Linked DNA regions of Columba livia: region 1 is linked to region 2. The links are chromatin contacts, called in public Hi-C maps. All regions are on one chromosome and are shown on one strand. The core of a region is the stretch at or near the end of the contact, and the rest is flanking DNA. Distances in the headings are between cores, read along the strand shown.

What was found. A called contact is a pair of places that touch in the nucleus more often than the background predicts.
Region 1: a contact with region 2 is called in a Hi-C map of liver, with 2.0 times the contacts expected there. The contact joins the promoter of ZBTB40 here to the promoter of WNT4 in region 2. A contact is called at or near these places in 2 of 2 Hi-C or Micro-C datasets (crop and liver).

What each region holds. Positions count from the first base shown.
Region 1 is chr21:6,783,489-6,786,188 of bColLiv1.pat.W.v2, forward strand. ZBTB40 (zinc finger and BTB domain containing 40) reads left to right here and starts at 1,271. Exons shown (of 18, transcript XM_065038191.1): 1 at 1,271-1,406.
Region 2 is chr21:6,632,066-6,634,765 of bColLiv1.pat.W.v2, forward strand. It overlaps WNT4 (Wnt family member 4), which reads right to left and starts at 1,279. Exons shown (of 5, transcript XM_005512396.4): 1 at 1,033-1,279. The coding sequence starts at 1,109.

The DNA.
Region 1 (2,700 bases), core at 21-2,520, 150 kb after region 2:
ACATAAACACAGCGAGGTCTGGCTGGGGAAGAACAACGCACGCCCTGGCTATGCCACAGATTGGGGTCTCCTCGCCTCAGCCCCAGAGCAGGTTGGCCTATTCCTGCCACATGCACACTAATGCACAGCACACACGCACGGGTCCATGAACAGCACAGTGCCCTTCAGCACCTGCTGGCTCTTTTGCCACTTGCATTTCCCAGACAGCCCAGGGGACGCTGCTGGGACTGCCAGCGACCCCCCAATTCACTTTCTAGGCCTGGTGGCCTCCCCAGCCTGGGGTGCTGGGCTACAGGTGAGGATGCCTTGCAGAGGACAACAACGGTGACAGGGCTGCCAGGAGAGCAGACATCATGCCAGCAGGTGCTGTGCTGCCAAAGGCCAGTGGCTGGGTAAGTGGCTGAAGGGGCAGAAGATCAGAACCCACTGCCAGGACTGTGCTATAGAATCATAGAATAGAATCATAGAATCATTTTGGTTGGAAGAGACCTTCAAGATCATTGAGCCCAAAGATAACCTAAATCTAGCAACAACCCATGTCCTGAGAACCTCATGTCCATCTGTCCAGCCCTCCAGGGATGGTGACTCCAGCACTGCCCTGGGCAGCCTGTTCCAATGCCCCACAGCCCTTTGGGGAAGAAATTGTTCCCAGATCCAACCTCAACCTCCCCTGGCGCAACTTGAGGCCGTTTCCTCTGCTCCTGGCGCTTGTTCCTGGGGAGCAGAGCCCGACCCCCCTGGCTCCAAGCTCCTTTCAGGCAGTTCAGAGATCAGAAGGTCTCCCCTCAGCTCCTGTTCTCCAGCTGAACCCCCCAGGTCCCTCAGCCGCTCCATCACACTTGTGCTCCAGCCCCTCACCAGCTCCGTTCCCTTCTCTCCACTCGCTCCAGCACCTCAAGGTCCACCTGCCTCAATCCCCCCCACGGCCAGACCGCCCGTGACCTCGTCTCTGTCAGGCCCAGCACAGCCCAGCTCCGCCCTCGCCCAGCCCACGGGCGGGTTGATCCAGCAGGTCCCTCGCAGACGCACCGGGCTGCGCACCCACGGCCCCGCGTGGGCACCGCCGCCCTCCTCAGGGAACGGGCCCGCGCTCTGCCACAGGGGGACGGTCGACTGACCGCGGGGCCCGGGAGGAGCCGCCAGGACCGGCCGCTCCCTCAGGGCGGCCGCACGGGGGGCGGAACTCGGGCGACTCGCGCGTGGGAAGGACACGCGCGCGCCATAACTGCGCATGCGCCGGTGCCCCCCCCCCGACTCTGCTCCTCCGTCACGTGACGCGGGAGCCGGCCCGCCGCCGCTTCAAGATGGCGGCGCCCGGCGCAGAGCGCTGAGGGGGTGGGGGAGGGGCGGCTGTTGTTGAAGCTTTATTGTTCCGCGCCGTGTCCGCCGCGCCGCGCCCAATAAAGGTAACCATGGCGACGGGGCCGCCGGCCGGGCCTGGGCCGCCATCGGGCCCTTCGCTGTGGCCCGGGGGGCTCGGCGGGCAGCTCCGCTCCCACTCTGCCGGGCCCGGCCTCCCTTCCCCACCTCGGGGCCAAACCCGCGCGGCGGGCCCGCCTGGGCCCGGGCCCTGTTCGTGTCGTCCCGGGGCAGCGGGACGGGAGCGGCTGTTCCCGCCCGCCGGGAGGGACCGGGCGGACAGGGAGGCGGAGGGAGCAAATAAATATTTATTGTTTGCGTTGTGATAAGAAATCAGTGGTATGATCCATTTTCCTGTGTGATCACCCGCACAGCAGAGGAGCAGGGAGGAGCAGGGCTGCCCCGTTCAGTAGCAGCCTGTTCCCAGGTCGTGTTAGATTTAATATGGAAATGTGCTGAGGTGAGTCTGGGTCGATAAAACCCACGTCCTCCCCAGAGACAGGCTTGTGGGTGAACCTTGGGGGTAATTTCTTCTCGTGTGGTGGAAAGAAAGGCTGGGGCACCTGATGTATTGGCTCAGATAGGACATAGGGCAGCATGGTTCTCTAGGTTTTTGGTTAAGAGATACCAAGTGTCTTGCATTTGAGGAGGAATCTGGGTTTCAAACCGCAGTCCAAGGACAGGGTGATGCAGGAACAGCATGTTGGAGTGCAGACCAGAACAAGGTCGTCTCCCAGCTGACCACCCTGCCTCTGTGCCTGTGCGTTTGCTCTTGTTTAATCCCTCTTTCCAGTATATTTTGAGTTGACTGCCGTGACATGCAGCTTAAAGAAGGTGCTGAAAACGTTGTTGCCCAGACTGTAGCTCAGTGGTTATAGAAGTCTTCCAGGAGATGGAGGAAGCAAGTTGGCTTCCTGGGGTGAGTGTTGTTAGGCTTTTACATCACTGTATCCTTCCCTGTGTGTTGTGAAGCAACTGTGCTCGTGTTTGAAGAGCTGTCGGTCCTTTGGCCTTAGTTGAGTTCTGGGGCTGTGGACGTGTCTCTAATGGCCTGAAGCAAGAGGGGACCGCACTGGAAGTCCAGGTGCCTCCTGACTTGCTGTCTCAATAGGCTGAGCTCAGAGGAGTTCTGTGTATTTCACTAACAAGTCTGGGGGAATTGGTCCCTGTCCTGGGCTGACCAGCTTTGAAAAGCATCATTGTATAGCTTTTTTTTTTTCCCTTTATGTTTGGATCATTTGTGCCTTTGGATCAAGTCACTTTATGGGTGCATTGTCCTTTTCCTGCGATCGTGTGTAGGGACAAATGTCTTCTACACTTCTGCTGACAGCAAAATAGACT
Region 2 (2,700 bases), core at 29-2,528:
GCCCACCTTGGCGCAGGTGTCAGGAGAGGCACAAGCCACTCGGGATCTTTCGTGCCGACAGACCCAGGGACTCCCCGCCCGGCTGCAGTGAACCTGCCCTGGCCGGTGGAGACCCGAGGAGGTGGAATGGAAGCGGCCCGTGTTCCCAGCCTGAGAGCGGGTCCGCTGGGTGCGAGCAGCGGGAGCTAATTAGCTGACAGCAGTCAGCGACGCTGGGAGCGCGGCAAGCGCCATCTCCCATCAGAGCAGATTAATTAGGAGAAACTGACCCCTTCATTCAAAGTTAGGTAGGAAGGTGCTGTCGTGCTCCATCCCCTCTGCCCCATGGGGTCTCCCAGAAGACAGTCCCACCGCCTTGGCAAACACGTAGGAATTTTCCAGAATGATTTCTGCCCCTGTTTACCTTACACATTATTTCAGTGTTTGTTCACCAGGTTCCCAGTGTCACCAGGCTCCTCTGCAGCATGCAACAGCCCCCCACCACCCATTGTCCCGCCGGGAACAGGGGTCTGAGGTGTGGGCAGCCCTGCTCACCACAAACCCCCGGGGCTGGCACACTCGGCCGTCCCAGCCCTGCCAAATCCTCCCCTGGACCGCTGGCCCTCGCACGGCACCTCGCCAGCCCCCGGGCCCTGCTCTGACCCGATGCCCTGACCTCCGTCCTCTCCCGCTGGGGTCTGGATTTATAACTTAAGGACAAAATGGGGACAGGGGCTCGATAACCAGCCTCTGTCCAACCAACCTCAGTAACACACCAGACCTGAGCGGCTGGGAAGGGTTGGCATCCTCTGCAGCCCCCCTGCCCGGGGTGCAGGCTGCCACCCCCGCTGCCACCAGTTTGGGGGGTCAGTGGGATCGGGGTACCCGGTGTGACAGCGACAGGAGCCCAATGCCCCGCTGAGTACCGAGCAGCATCGTTGCCGGGGGTTGCACCCCGAAGCTGCCTGACCCCGGCAGCACCTGCTCCAGCACCCCCGGGGGATCAACAAGTGTCGGCGCCGGTTCCTCCCCCCTCGCCCCGCGGCTACTCACAGCCAGTTGCTGGCGTTGGCCGAGAAGGTGGCGAGGATGATGAGCAGCAAGGAGCGCAGGAAATACTCCGGGCTCATCCTGGAGAACAGGCAGCGGGAGAGCGAGCGGAGCCGGCGGCGGCAGCTCCCCCCGGCCCGGGGCAGCCGCCGCCGCAGGTGGGCGCCGGGCAGGAGCGGCGGCGGCGGGCGCTGCCCGGTGGATGCGCCCGCGGCGGCCGCCGAGCCCGACTGTCAGCTCGGCCGGCCCATCCCGGGATGGAGCGGCGGGCCGGGGGCGGGCCGGGGGCGGGGGTAGCCCCGGGGGCCGCCCCGGCTCCGCCGCTGCCTGGGCGGGACCGGCCGCCGGGGACACCCCCAGAGGCGGGACGGCGGCGGGGAGGGCACCGGGGGCTCTGCCGGCTCCCCCTGCCCCGCTGCAGCCCCCAGGCCCCCGGCAGCGACCTCCGAGACCCCCCGGGTGGGTTTGGTGGGTGCCGTGGGGTCGCGGCACGGGAGGCTTGCTTCTCCCCGGAACTGCGGGGCAGCTGCATATCGAGGAGAGGAGGAGCGGTTTTTCACTCGCATTTGGTGTTTTTAGGGCAATTTCTGCGCGGCTGTGAACAAGCAGAGCTCTCCGGATAGGGCCTGGCGCTGCTCGGGTTTCTGCATTGCTAGGAGCAGCCTGGGCATCGCCAAGACTGCCTTCCCCGTCAACCACCACCCCTTCGGTCGGTCGGGACTTCCCAAATCCCAGTTGCTGAGGATTCACAGCCAGCGCCAAATTTTGGCATTTGAAAATTCGCGAACGAGGAGAGGGACCTGGGGGGGTCCTATCAGGAGGGAACAGCGGCCGGAGCGGCAGCAGGGACGAGGTTGTGAACCGCGGTGTCTCCGCAGGGCTGTCCCCACGCAGGGCGTCCCTCTGGTGATGGGGCTGTGTGTGGGGTGATGCTTGGCCAAGTGTCGCGGCTTAAACGCACGGCTGCAGTTGTCTGGGAAGGTCAGCTCCTGGCAATCCCAGGAGCTATGGGCAGCGTGGCTTGCCCTGTAGTGGGGATCCCCATCTCCCCTGCCATCCACAGTGACTCCATCTATCCCCAGCGGTCCATGTGGGCACAAATGGCTTAATTTAAAGCCGGGAGTGACACGAGATGGCTGCTTGGTGTGAAATCCAAGATCCTAGGCAGCCAAAACCCGCGCACCAAACCGCCTCCTGACAACGTTATTAGTTAGGTCTATTACTAAAACCTCTTGCTACCATCTCTAAAATCCTGCCAAGCTGGTTTGGAGCTATTCAAGATTCCCTTTGTCTTTCAACTCCATTTTCCTGCTCTCAGTGTAGCCAGGACACACTTATTCAAAGCACGGCAACTTGCACTGGGCTGCACACATGCCTGTCTAAGTGTATTACACCTACTTTAAAATCTCTGCATTAGTTCCCTGTCAAAGCGAGGATTTAATTTCAAAGTGCTTTGACTTATATTCCAGCTCCTGACAGGCGGCAGCCCACCCTCACCTAGTCATTCATCTGGCTTTCACGTCCTTGCTGATTATCCCGGTTGAAAGCGGGATGCTGGCTGCTTTGCCCGTGAATCGGAGGTTGTTGCTGTGAGCCCCGACTGGGTAATTCAGTGCAACTGGAGCTGATTAATCTGGCTCATCGCTCAAGACAAAGCCGTGGCCTTCCTCT